Regions from separate parts of the Mus musculus genome. Here region 1 is linked to region 2. The links are chromatin contacts, called in public promoter capture Hi-C maps. All regions are on one chromosome and are shown on one strand. Each heading gives the region's core, a stretch centred on a gene start, on an enhancer-like site or on the middle of the called end of the contact. The rest is flanking DNA. Distances are from core to core; before and after follow the strand shown.

Region 1 (6,784 bases), core at 934-3,433, 140 kb after region 2:
TCCCAAATTTGTCACCAACCCTCTTGGTATTGACTGGAAGAGAACAGTCCTAGTACAGAATGGAGTGGGAACAGGGCTCTCTAGCTCGGCTCCTCACCTTCCCCTCCCCCCGCCCGTTCTTTACTCTCAGAGCGACTGGACTGGAAAGCGCAGGAAAACAGAGGAAGGGGCCGTGCCTAACCCCCAGCCTTTCCACCCAGCTCTTACTTTAGAAGACAAGTTCTCTCCTCCCTCAACCCCAGCCGTGCCCTGGCCACCCCAGGGGAAGCCAACGCTGAACTTTCCTGACAGCAGCGGACACTTACAGAGGCCACTGTGGAACAGAGTTCATTTCCAACATCCTGGCATTAGAGACTCAGGATACCAAGCTCCCAGCTGCTGCTCCAGTGCCCTGCCTGGTGCCCTGCTCCCTGCCATGTTTGTTGATGGACTCCTATCCCTCTTAAACTCTAAGCCCCGAATAAATCCTTCTGTTAAGAAAACATAACCACCCCAGGACACCCTCTGCCCCAGGTCCCCTGTCAGTGCTCCAGCTGCCTCCAGCCCTTGACCGTGCAGCCCCCATGAGATCCAGTTGCCTGTGGACACGGCCCTTGTCATGGCCAACACACTAACTAGATTGGAAACCACGGGAGCAGCAGCTCAGCCACTGTGCACCCCATGGTATCCCCAGCTCTAGGTCCTATTCTTGCCCCACTGAACCTGACTCAAGGCTCTCAGCTCACCCTGTCTTCTCCCAGGAAGTCACCAGAACCAATTCCGGCTAAACCAAGGGGTGTGGGTAAGTACCTGCCTTCTGCACCCCTGCCTTCTGCACCCCTGCCCTCTGCAACCCTGCCCTCTGCACCCCTGCACCCCTGCCCTCTGCACCCCTGTCCTCTCCCTCTCTTCCTTGACCCCAGCATGAGACTGAGGGGATGAAGGACAGAGTGGCTATAAGGGAGGGAAGGCCCTGGAGTGAGGATAGTGGGCAGGCACTCCAAGTTGAAATGGCCCCACCACTACACAGCTGTGCATCAGTGAGACCTGTAGTTCGCTGGGGAGGGGCTTTTGTGAAGTGAGGCAGGCCCCCTCTGCTAAGGGCCAGACTCACAGCCCCTGGCTCTGCTTGCTGGGAAGAAGCCACCCACCTCCCATCTGCCTTTCTGGATCTGGTCTAAGATGACTCACCTGTCCCCAGGGAGGCTGACCTGGTTTCTCACCCAAGCTCAGCTCCCACAGGCCACAGCTGGAAGGGGTGGAGATGAAGAGGCAGCCGCCTCTCCTGGTGATCACTTTCCCATGAAACACAGCCTGGAGGTCCAAAGGAAAAACACCATAAAACTATGTCCCGAGGGGCAGTGGTAGTGCACACCTTTAGTCTCAGCACTTGGGAGGCAGAGGCAGGTGGATTTCTGAGTTGGAGGCCAGCCTGGTCTACAGAGTGAGTTCCAGGACAGCCAGGGCTACACAGAGGAACCCTGTCTCGAAAAACAAACAAACAAACAAACAAACAAAACTATGTCCCTTAGCCAAGTGGTAGTGGCACACACCTTTAGTCCAACCACCCAGAAGCAGAGGCAGGAGGATCTCTGTGAATTTGAGGCCAACCTGGTCTACAGAGAGCATTCCAGGACAGCCAGGGCTACACAGGGAAAGTGTGCCACCCCCGCCACCCCAACAAAACAAAACAAAAACCTGTGTCTCTTTGGAGGCTAACCCTGCTCACCAGACACCTCTGACCTGGCTCATGGTTTGTTTGCTTGCCTGTACTGGCTTCCAGATCTCTCATTCTCTCTCTCTCTCTCTCTCTCTCTCTCTCTCTCTCTCTTTCTCTCTCTCTCTCTCTCTCCCTCTCTCTCTCTCTCTCTCTCTCTCTCACACACACACACACACACACACACACACACACCCTGCCACATTACAGTTAGATCACAGTAAGACAGGGGACTGACCTACACGGCCAGGTTACCTGTGTCAGAAGAAAGACTCTGGACTGGAGCTGATGGAGCAGGAAGATCAGGTTAGGCAGATCCATAAGCAAGGGCCACAGGGCAGATGTGGGGCCTCCGTGCCTGAAACTTAGGGGGGCAAGTGTGACTCAGGTGGAGACAGCACATGAAAGAGCCCATCCCCAACCGCTCAGCCCTGGTCTAATGACAGGGGAAGCCACAGGACCAGATACTTCCTCTACTGTGTCCCTGGAGCCACACTGCCCCCTGCTGCTGCTAGTGGGCATGGCAGGAACCTCTGAGTTGAGGCTGTCTCCTGAGCAGATACTGAGTGAAGAAGCCAGTTATAATTTGTGGACTTTTCTGGCCCCAGCTAGGGCACACGGGAAGCCAAGCAAGCTCAAGGCTGGGCTCTGACTGCATAGGTGCCCCATCTGGTGGGAGGGCTTATTCAGCCGGTACCAGAGCTGGGGAGACGGTGATTATACGCAAAGCCAGAGGTTTGGAGCTCCGAAGCCAACATCCCAGCAACCTGTCCTAGCCCCTGTGGCACTGGGACTGGCAGCCCTCGGGGACACAGGAGCCTGCAGGGGTAGCAGCAGCCAGTCTACTGGTTCCTGCCTGTTCCACCCAGCCTCTCTGTGTGTAGATCTGAAATGTTCCACACTTTTTTTTCCTGCTGGTGAACCCAGGGTCTCATGTGCACTGGGCTAGTCTTCTCTACCACTGACAAGGCCCCAGCCCTTTGTTAGTTTAATTTGACACAGTATCTAAGTTGCCCAGGCTAGTAATCCTCCTGTCTCTGCCTCTTGAGTAGCTTCCTATACGACCCCTTCAGACCCAGTGCATTTTTAATTAATTGGTTAATTATATTGGGGAAGGGATGAGACAAGGTCTCACTGTGTAGCCCAGGCTGGCCTTCTCCAGGATGGCCCTCGTGGCTATTCTGTTCTTCCTTTCCTTCCTCCCGCCCTTCCCATGCTTGTCCCCATACCTCCCCCCTTTACAGGAACATGGACTTATATAGAAGATTTATAGGGGAATAACTCGAGTGAGATTTGTCTGTGGTGTAGAGCATAAAGGAGATAAAACTGGGTTCTCCCCAAGGGAGACACATGTGGCAGAGCACAGTGTCTAACTGCCCAGACTCGTCCTAGCTCACCTGGACTGAAACTGCTGACCCTTCTCACTGCCTGCCTGGGAAGCCACTGTGGACCTCGGAGCCCAGGACAGGGAGGGTCACACGGTATTCCTAGGGGGCACACACCTGGGGTTGCCACAGGAGCCAGCATGGCACCAAAGAGGCAGGAACCAATCACAGAAGCAGGATACCAACAGGCCAAGCCCTAGAAAGGTGGCCCTACCAGGGCCAGGCTGATGGGGAGAGAGTCTTCAGATGCCACCGTGGAGGGACTCCACTTTGATGCCAGCCACCCCACGGCTATTGATGGGTCTGAATGCAGGTGCTGGGCTTGTCACTCTAAAGGCCAGCCACAGGCATGCAGGCAAAACACCCATTCAGATAAAATCAATGGATAGAGTATTTTAAGGTTGAGGTTGGCCCACTGCAGAGGTGTTTCTGCACCTGGTGCCCTCTGGTCGGCTGGAAGAAGCCAGAGTGGGCGTTCCCTCAATTCCTTCTGGCAGTTCTTGACAGGAGTAGGGGTGATGAAAAAACTCCAAAGAATGGGCAATGCTGGCACATGCCTTTAGTACCAGCACTCAGGAGGCAAAAGCGGGTGGATCTCTGTGAGTTCAAGGCCAGCCTGGTCTACAGAGTGAGTTCCAGAACAGCGCAAGACTATCCAGAGAAACTCTGTCTTGGGGGAGAAAAAAAAAAAAAGACTCCAAAGAAAAGTAACCAGTTTATCTCTCTGCCAGAGGTGTCCTCGGATCTCTTGACAGCCTCATTCTTGCCAGAGGCCAGAGATGGCAGAAGTGTTTGGAGGTTCCTAAATGATCTGGTTCCTAAGTGATTCCAGGGTCACCTCTTTAGAGGGGGTAATAAGTACTGCAGAAGCAGTGAGGGCCTACAAAGAGAAAAAGGTCAAGAGAGTAGGATTTCTGGCCTGAATGGGGAGCTAACGTTCTAGTGGATAGAGGTCAGTCACCTGGTTGTGGACCACCCCTAGGAAGACAGGCTCACTTTAAGCCACGTTTAAGAGCTAGAATAGCAACTCGTTGCCCTAGGGGCCCAAAGGGTCATCAGAATTAAACAATCCCCGGTCACTTAGAGCAATAGCTTGCTTCTACTACAGACTTCAGAATGCTGGATGAGTCTGATGGGGTTGGAGGACAGCAGCCAGAATGTATAATAAAGACAGTGGAATTGTTAGGGACTTCTTTCCCCCTGTCGATCAGAGGTGGCTAGCCTGCTAAGGGCCAGAACTCCATTAAACCCTACCATCATTCGATCTGTGCGCATGCCTGTTTGCCCGTCTCTTAGAAGTTCTCTACAGACTTGACTTGCTTTTACACCCCTCCCCTTTGTGTCGAGTATGAATTAGCCAACCACATCAGACCGTGAGGGTGTGCTCCTGTCACTGAGATGAGACACGGTCACGGTAGAATACGACTGAGGGAGTGTCCTGCCCTGGTATTCTTGCCATCTCAGCTTAGGTCATCATTCAGTGTTCTTTGAAAAGGTTCATGTGTGTGTGTGTGCATCTGAGGGCACGTATGTCTACCGCATGCATGCAGGAGCCCGTGCAGGTCAGAAAACGGTGTCAGGTCCCTTGGTACTGGAGTGGGTGTTTGGAACTGAATACAGGTCCACTGCGGGAGCAATGATTGCTCTTAATTGCTGAGCCATATCTCCAGCCACATGGTGCACACGTTTTGCAAAAAAGAAATAGCGTTGCCAGGTTTAAAAAAAACATAATCATAAAATTGTGTCTTTAAGCCTTTTTATGAAACATTATAGAGGCCACCAAGCTAAGGCAGCAGTGTTATCTAACAGCAAAACTGAGCCAGACTGAAGAACAGGATGAAGATTCTCTCATACATCTGGAGAGAGATTTCTGTTGAAAGGAACGCCCCTGTCTTTGTAGCATCCAACATGTTTGTTTTTGTTTTTTGTTTTTCGAGACAGGGTTTCTCTGTATAGCCCTGGCTGTCCTGGAACTCACTTTGTAGACCAGGCTGGCCTCGAACTCAGAAATCCGCCTGCCTCTGCCTCCCGAGTGCTGGGATTTAAGGTGTGCGCCACCACGCCCAGCTGCATCCAACATGTAATCCACCGGTCATGCACATACTTACGTCTGGCTTGATTGAGGGTGTGAGTTTTTCATAACCCAAGTGGCCATACACGATTAGTGGCTACTGTTTCGTGGGTCAAGTCAAGAGTCTGTCAGTGGGACTTTCCTAATACCTGCTAAGAAGTCGAGGGTTGGGTACAGGAAGAGGGACGTTTTCAGTAGATAGAACTGGAACTCTTTGATGGTACTGGGTGACTGTGGCGCAGCCCACCCAGGGCAGGGCTGCTGGGGAGATCTCGTGTTCCCTTCCAGCTTTCAGAGTTAAGGTCTGGACTTGGGGTCGCTCAGGAAGGTGCTTATAGTGATAAAAGTTTGAGGGTGGGACACCTCGAGGGCCATCTGTGTGCTGAAGTCACCACTGAGTGTTACTGTAGGACAGTATTTCTAGAGCCAGGGAGTTTAGAGGTAGGGCAGCCGAGGGGCTGGGCCGCTTCTGGCCACCTCCAGGTTGCACCAGGCCCTTCCTTTGTGGGAAGATCACGCTGTTGCTCTCAAACTCTGCCTGTTCACAAAGGACTGGTCTCCTCCCTGAGCAGGCTTGCATTATAGGTGATGAGTTTACACACACTGAGCCAGTGCCTGGCCTGTGGTTTAACCTCATACTTGGCATATTGCCGGAGGGGCCGGAGCCGGCCCAGGTGGGCGACGAGCAGGCGATAACAGGCCGTGAGGTGTCTGTGAGAAAGGCTCAGGCCAGGAACCAGATCTCAGCACCGTGAGCCAATCCTCATTTGCTGCTTTACTAAGGAGGGAAGCATTCCACACTCACTGCATAGATCCACCTCAAACAGCACACTGCGAGCTCCGAAGTAACGCTGGCCCTCAGTGGCTCGGCGCACACTGTGCTGGGTCTTGTCCACTTAAGACAAAACTGGAGTTATCTGGGAAGAGGGGATCTGTTTGAGGAATTGCCTCCATCAGATGTGCCAGTGGATACGCCTGAGAGACATTGTCTTAATTGCTCATTAATGTAGGAGAGCCCGCCCACTGTGGGCGGAGCCATCCCTAGCCCAGATGAGCCTGGGCTATGTAAGAAAGTAGCTGAGCAAGCCAGAGGGTAGGCAGTGTTCCTCTGTGCTTCGGTTGCTGACTCCCAGTTCCTGCTTTAGGCTTTGACCATGTTTTCTCTCAGTGACTGGTAGGACAGCAGCTCAGAGAAAACTACCACAGGTATCGTCCTGTGGGTCTGCCTGGGTGTGTCAGCATCAGTGCCCGGGAAGCCTAGCGAGGCTGAGGGAGTTTTGAAGTGCAGTTGATCCCCAGTCAGCACAAGGTGGCCACAGTTGTTGGTGGTGGTTTTTGTTGGTTTTTTTATTTTTCCAGCCAGGGTTTTTCAGTGTAGCCGTACTTGGTCTGTCATGAGCCCCCTATCGGATGAGTAGACATCTGTACTGTCTCCCCAGGAAACTCACTCTGTAGACCAGGCTGGCCTTGAACTCAGAGATCCACCTGCCTCTGCCTCCCCAGTGCTAGGATTAAAGGCGTGCGCCACCGCGATCACCTGACTGCAAGCGACTGTTCTTTTCCTGTGTGCTCTTGAGAGCTTCTGGACCACATTGCCCATTATGGGGCCTGAAGGCTGTGGAACATCGTGCA
Region 2 (7,005 bases), core at 3,489-5,988:
TGTGGTAGAGCCTAGGGGTGGGGGTGGACAGAGGCAAGGTGGAGGGATAAATAAACCTTTGGGTTCTGGAACCTTTTGGCTTTTGTGTGCCTCTGCAGTAGGTTTTGATGGTAGAGAGGCATTGCTCCATAGTGCAGACGGGATACTGAGTAAGGGGGTCTTCATGCCTCGCACCGGCACATAGGACCATGGCTCATCCCACTTCACACCGCTTCACAAAGGTGCTGAATGGATCGTTAATGGGCTACAAGTAGCTAGCTTATATCTAGGCATCTTCAAGAAAGAGGATAGGAAGGCAGGCAGTATGAAGACATGGGTTCCAGATGGTATCATTGATCTTCCAACTGGACCTTTTGTTTTTTGGGCTTTTTCTATGGGCATCACATAAACTGTGTCTAGCCCTGGACCAGGCTATCTGCTATCTTCAGGTCAAAGCCATCCTACTTAAACCAGGGTCTAAATTACTGCTGAATAGAGTTTCCAAACAAGAGATAAAACAATAAAAGATTCATCTATCCATCCATCTCTCCATCTATCCATCCATCTCTGCATCCATCCATCCATCTCTGCATCCATCCATCCATCCATCCATCCATCCATCCATCCATCCATCTAGCCATCCCATCCCATCCATCCATCCATCCATCCATCCATCCATCCATCATCCATCCATCCCATCCATCATCAAACCATCCATCTACACACTCATCTATCATCCTCTGTCCATCTACCTATTCATCTATACAATCATTATCAACTACCCATCCACACCATCATCCTCTACCATCTGTCCACCATCCGTCTCTCCATCCTCTGTACATATTTATACACACATCATACATACATCAAACATACATCCACTCTTCTGCCCATTCTTCACAGAGCACCCTCACCAAGGCCCTCTGTCCAGCCACTGGTTCAGAACAGTACTTGTCACACGATGCTGACCTGGATATCAGTCCCTGTGTGCTGCTGCTTTGATCTTGCCATATCTCCTATGTGGTGTGTGGCACTTGCCGGTGCGTGCCTTTGCGTGTCGAGTGAGAGGCTCTGACCTTGACCTGTATGACTCAATGGTGAATTTACAAGCCTAACTCACCCATGAGAACTTCATACCCTGGGTCATTGCTGTCCACCCAGAGAGAAACAGCCGAAGTTCTTGTGTGACCAAACTAAGCAAGGCCATTTTGTAATCATGCAAACGAGTAATCTCTAGAGGCCACGCCTGCCCAATGTTAAAAAGTGCCACAGAACCACTGGCTTCTGGAATGGGCAACCCCTCCCCAACTGACCATGTGCTAAATACGGGCTTGGGCCTGCACAGGGAATCCACAGAAAGGTCAGAATTCCCCTTGGCCACCCACGCAGTAGAGTGAGCAGCCTTTCCTCTTCCGTCTGCCTTAGGGGCAGGGCTGAGATGATTCTCAGAGACCACTATGCATAGTGTGCACTTGCCTGCAGTCTCGCCTCCACTAGCTGGGTCTCCCTGAAGTGCCTTAGCCAGGAGCTGTTGACTAGCAGGGTACCAGGGTAGGTTACCCCACGCAGGGTCAGAGGACATCTGTGAGTAGCCTGCCAGTGAGCAGAGCCTGATAATAGGACTGTGTGCCCATAGAACTCTTGGCTCCTCTCCCACCCGCTTGGCACAGCTGGGGATCCTCCATGAATCTCCCACACCCGGACAGGCTGACTTTGGCTCAGCCTGCCCAGCCTCGCGAGGCATGCAGCCCACTTAATGCCAAGAACCCAGTCCTTCAGGTCTGAGGAACTGGGCCAGGGATTGCAGGATCCCCAAGAACTTTTACTGGATGCTTGGATAAATACCTTCTGAATGTGAGCTGTGGTTTACAGGGCTACAAAGACCAGGGACATATCTCCTGTTCCCATCGCCACCCTTTGAGTCCAGCCTCTTTCCCCTGAGAGCAATACCGGTAGCCACTTTGGATTTGGGCCTCTGCTAAAGGCCTGGATGTGGCCTCCGTGTTTGGATGTGGGCAGCCTTATGTGAGCATCTTTGCAATAGGGGAGAGTCAGGGGCTCAATTTTCAGCAGGGAAGCAGAGAAAGAACACATGGGCTTATGTGGCATGTCCACCCCGGGGACCAGCAGCCTCCATGGGAACCAGCACAGACCAGCAGAAAGGAGATAATGCTCTTCCTGTGACAAGTTAACACCCCAGTGCCTGGGAGAACTGCTGTAGAGGAAATGGGGGCATCAGACGGTTCTTATGTCCATCTGGGTGCTGCCACTGCCCACTTGGTTGGGATGCATGGATCTGGGGGAAAGCCAGACAGTTACTGTCCCCATTTTACAACGAGAAAACTGGCTGGACACAGGGATGACTGCCTAATGTCAAGAGCATTAGAAAGGTTTCACAGAGCAAGCAGAACAGATGGAGAGCCACAAGGTAGCTGGGAAGGCAAGCCTCAGGGTGTGGCCAGGGCAAACACAGCAGCCGCCTCATCTGGGCCTTTCCCTGAAGGACCCTGTGGAAGCCATATTCCTTCTCTCGTCATAGGATGGAGCAGTTGGGGACAGCAGCTGGGGCCATGGGGGTGCCAAAGGACTTTCTGAGGAACTCTGGATTCTGGGAGAACCATACACACCCAGCAGGCCCTGCTGTTCTGGGAACACAGGGACACTGGTCAGAGGCTAAAGTGAAGGGTGCTGGCGGCGGCTACCATAGACACAACACAGGGCCTTTTGACCCCCTCAGCCAGCCTTCCACTTTCCCCCTCCAGAGTCGGGGCTTTCCAGATACTCAGAATGCACCTGGGTCGGAGGGTGGGGCGGACTCCCAGTTCCTCCTGGCTCTGGCAAGGCCTCGTGGCTCCTCCCCAACATATTCAGGATCTGTCATGGTGGAGTGGGAGCTGGGGAACAGCAGGAAGCGCTGAGGGAGAGATAGGGCTGAGGTGAGGGGGCCAGGCCCTGTGCCAGGGTGGGCCTTTCCTCACCCCGTTCTACTCCAGACTCACTAAGCAGGCTTGTCCCCATCTGTGTCACCCTCAGGTGTGGGAGCAGGTGCAACTGATTCCCATCTTTAAAGTTTGGTCCACTATCACACTCTACAGACCGGGAAGCCTGGCTCACTGGAATATAGGCCGATGTGACTTTCCCTTTGCAGACACTCTGAAGCTTGGGGACCCAGGGACATGGGCTAAGTCTGGCCCATGGAGCTAGGACACAGGCTGCATCATTAGGCCAAGCCTGGCTTCAAGAGGCCTGAGTTCAGCTCGATGATCTAGTACCAACTCTGTTCGCCTGCCTCTACCCTCATGGGGCTCCTCAAAAGGTTCTGGGGTTTCTTCTTCCCCTGACAGAAAGGAAGCTTTTTGGTCCTTGTCCCTCCCAGGGCTCCATTCTAGGGAAATGAAAAAAAAAAAAAACTTGAACTTCAGTAATGAGTGAAGACCAAGACAAGATTCCCAAACAGGTCAGGCTGTTACGGCGGGGGGGGGGGGGTGCCCCATGGCTGTTATCACCATCAGCTGCTAATGTTATTATTACTGTCAGCAGGTTTCAGGACATGCTTGGTCTTCTAGAAGCAAGCAGAGCCCCTGTAGAGCCAAGCTTAGTGTACTGCTGCCGAGACAGACTCCCACACAGAGGAGCCAGTGCCAAGGGGTCCCTGTCCTAAGATTATACCTCACTTCATGTTTTCTCATAGATGAGCTTCACAGAGAGGACCCTGAGCCCACCCTGGCCAGGACTTGCTGTTTGAGTCTGAGAAGGTCACTTGGCCTTTCTGTGTGCTGGTGGCCAGAAAGGAACATGGGCTGGGTAGGTGATAGCCTAGTGTCAGCTCACAGCCGTGCAGACACTTCCTCTCGCTCGTTCTGTGTCCTCCTCTGTAAGCAACATGGTGATAAGAAGGTAGGAAAATGAGGGACCAAGCTTGAGCTAAAGCCCACTGTGGCTCTTGGGCTGCCAAAGGACACCATTGTTCTCTGTGCCATGGCTGCTCCTTATATCCCTCTGGGGAGATGTCCCTCCATTGGAAGAGGCTACTGTGTCCCCTGTCCCTTTGCCTTGGTGGATGTTGGGACCTCCTTCCTAGGAGGTTCAATGTGCCTCCCGGCTCTGTCTCAGCTGGAATCTAGGCTAGCTTGCTCTGATCTTGTGAGGAGGCCAGAAGCCAACAGCAGACACAGCAGAAGGTACATCCCTGCATCCATGACCAAGAAGCCATTCTCTCTCTTTCTCTTGACTTGCATTGTAGCTCCTGGTGACATCTGCCTCCTGCATCTAGGGATACTCACAGACTAAGCTATGCTTTGTGAACTTGCATCCTGGCTTTTTCTGGCTGTATATCTCCACGGACACTCCCCTTCCTTTGCAGTGCTAGGCACGCCCTTCTGTTGGTCTGGATGGCCTGAGACCCAGCCTTATGGAGCCCAATGCAACCGAGAGGGACAGACGAGATGCCACAGATGAATTTAGGAAACGCCACGGGGCTGGTTGGGTGGAGGAACTGCAAGGTCCAGCTGCTGGAAGACAGTGCAAAGGCCCTGGGCGTTTGCAAAGCAGCCAGATGGCCAGAGGCCCCACAGCACGGGAGGGAGGAATAAGCTAGACAGTCAGGGCCATGGAGCCAGGGCGCACCCTGAGGGAGCCTGTGTTCATCAGATCCATCATCCTTTCAGTAGATAGCCAGCAACTTTGCTCAGTTAAGAGAGTGGCTAGAGCCTCCCTGGGCATGATTCCTGTCCTCTGAGTTATCCTCCTGGGCTGGGTAGACCTGCATCTGGGAACTTCATGGAGAATTCACCATGCTGGCCACACCTCCAGGCCTATACTACTCCCAGGGATGGGTGGGTAGATCACTTTCAGAGAGACCACTTTCTCTCCTCTCCTGGCTTCCCCCACTGAGGTGGTGGGCAGTTCTAGAAGGAGCAGGTCAGGCATTCCCTCAGGGATCAGAGACCAGGGGCTTATCTAGGCTAGCACGCCCACCAAGCTTTCAGCGTAACCTACAGGAAGAACCGAAAGTTGCCCTTGCCTGAGGAGTAGCTTGCAGCTTCCCCCATCCCACCCCCACCCCCACCCCCGGGGACACTGTCTCTAGGAAGCTGGCCTGGACTGCACACACCCTACTCAGATCTCAATCTTCCTGGCCTCTTATCTTTGTCTTACTGATGAAGATGGTATGTGGTATGGGGATGACAGGCTATCTCCCAGGAGGAACTGTCTTCTTGTCCCCAGGGTGGGAGGAGAGAACGTTAGGGCTTACAGCAGTAGCATTTACCTTGCCTTACCTGGACTCTGTGTGAGTGGATGGGGACACTGTCCATCGTGACAGCAAGAGGAACAAGAGGTCTGGTGGTGACCCCTACTTAGCCTCCATATTCTCTTCTGCCCATGCTGGGGTCTCTGCCTTCCTCTATCTGCCTGACTTTTGCAAACTGTCCCTCATGATGGTCTCTCTCTCTCTCTCTCTCTCTCTCTCTCTCTCTCTCTCTCTCTCTGTGTGTGTGTGTGTGTGTGTGTGTGTGTGTGTCTTCCAGATAGGACCAAGGGATGACCAAGGCTCCACAGCTGGTCCTTTCACTCCAGGGCTGAGCTTGTGGGGCTATGTCTTTTACCGCAGCAGAGATCCTTGCACTTGAACCCACGTGCCCCTAAATCTAGGCTGCAGGCTCAGCAAAGCATGCTGGGTGCTCTTGGGAGCCTCTGTATCATCTTCTGCTGTCTCTCAAGACACAACCTCACACAGAAAGAAGCTCCTGAGACCATGTGGCCAGCAAGACAGAGGTAGACGTGGAGGCAGGACAGGCCACAACCTATTGCTTCAGGCTTCTGAGCACACCAGGCCTGAGTCAGGAAGGAGAGGGGCTGGAGGTTGAGGGTGGAGCTCAAGGTCACAGCCCAGGATCAGAGCTGGCGAGCCTAACAGGAAGGTCTCTATGAAGGTGTTTTGGCACAACATGGGTCAGAGGTCATCTTCACATCATACAAACTTGAGTCAGAAGCCACCATCCCCTGAAGCAGATACCGGTCAGAGGTCACTGTCACCTCACACAGAAATCGTCAGAGGTCACCTCATTTCAAGCAGATGTGGGTGAGAGATCACAGTCACTCACACAGATTTAGGCCAAAGGTCACCATCATTCCATCAGACCAGGGCCAAAGGTCACTGTTAGCTGTCTGCAAACTCCCATGAGGCCCACAGTTCTGCTTTCTGGGACATGTCACCTCAGACATTTTTCTCCCACATTAGTCTTCTCTCATCCGTTGGGAGCCTGCCTCCTCTGTGAGTCACATCCCTGGCAAAGCTGGTCCCACCAACAAGCACAGAGGCCAGGCAGCCTACATGGAGGCTAAGTGTGAAGTGGAAGTACTCGTGGGCTTCTATGCTGGTCTTTACTGTGGCTGCCCTGGGATGTCCTCTGTGCCCCTGGCGGCCGGAACCCATGGGATCAGCCATGAAAGTAAGGCTCTGGTTTCCTGTAAGTGGCAGTTGCCGTGCACAGCAGACCTGGACAGCACCCTCCCTCCATCCTGCACCAGACCTAAAATGACTGAAATCCCAGGATCAGTGTCCTTGCCAGAAAGGCAGCCTTAGAAGGATGCAGACAGGGTGGGCAAGGCTGCCATAGATGAGGGGTGCCTAGATCCAGCAGGAGCTGGAAGAGGCAGGCTGGATGCTCTAGTGGAGGTGTGAGCAACCCTCCGACAGCCTGGTCCCTGCCTGTGAGAGACCCCCCCTGGAAACCCACTGTGTCAGCTCCCCATTCATCTCTAGTTAACACAGGGAATGATTCCAGGGCTGGCTGCACCATGACACCAAAAGGCGTGGCCCCCAAGTCATTCCTACAAAATGGCCCAACATCGGCACAGAACCTGTGCATGTGTGCTGGGTGACATGATCTCTAACACATATGGACAGACCTATAAAAACAACTACAAGAGACCCAGTGTTTCTCTGGAGTAATTTCTATTCAGGGTTAGTGGAATCTATGCACGTGGAAGGGCCCCATGAACATTCAAGCTCAGTGGTGGGAC

Evidence for each region. Promoter capture Hi-C pulls out the DNA fragments that hold promoters and counts their contacts.
Region 1: a promoter capture Hi-C map of trophoblast stem cells shows a contact between it and region 2, with 4 times the contacts expected there. The contact joins two enhancer-like sites. A contact is called at or near these places in 27 of 39 promoter capture datasets (the 3T3-L1 cell line, 3T3-L1-derived adipocytes, the C10 cell line and 15 more), 4 of 15 datasets of contacts at CTCF or cohesin (the G1E-ER4 cell line, embryonic stem cells, pro-B cells and 1 more), 71 of 484 Hi-C or Micro-C datasets (the AML12 cell line, the C10 cell line, the C2C12 cell line and 48 more), 17 of 115 datasets of contacts at active chromatin or transcription factors (DN3 thymocytes, the HPC-7 cell line, the SCID.adh cell line and 14 more) and 4 of 9 other capture datasets (adipose tissue, liver, macrophages and 1 more).

The regions. Positions count from the first base shown.
Region 1 is chr8:122,828,403-122,835,186 of GRCm38.p6, forward strand. Gm35466 (a long non-coding RNA gene) reads left to right here. Exons shown (of 3, transcript XR_388150.3): 1 at 1-781; 2 at 6,656-6,784. Among named protein-coding and RNA genes, the nearest start is that of Gm35466, 8.4 kb to the left of the region's middle. Within about 2 kb of position 2,184, at least 33 of the 459 cell types and tissues checked have an H3K27ac peak or open chromatin away from gene starts, as enhancers often do. A contact at or near this core is called in the G1E-ER4 cell line and trophoblast stem cells, where this site is marked.
Region 2 is chr8:122,689,588-122,696,592 of GRCm38.p6, forward strand. It overlaps a transcript of Cbfa2t3 not described here. Among named protein-coding and RNA genes, the nearest start is that of Gm10612, 4.8 kb to the right of the region's middle. Within about 2 kb of position 4,739, at least 7 of the 459 cell types and tissues checked have an H3K27ac peak or open chromatin away from gene starts, as enhancers often do. A contact at or near this core is called in the G1E-ER4 cell line and trophoblast stem cells, where this site is marked.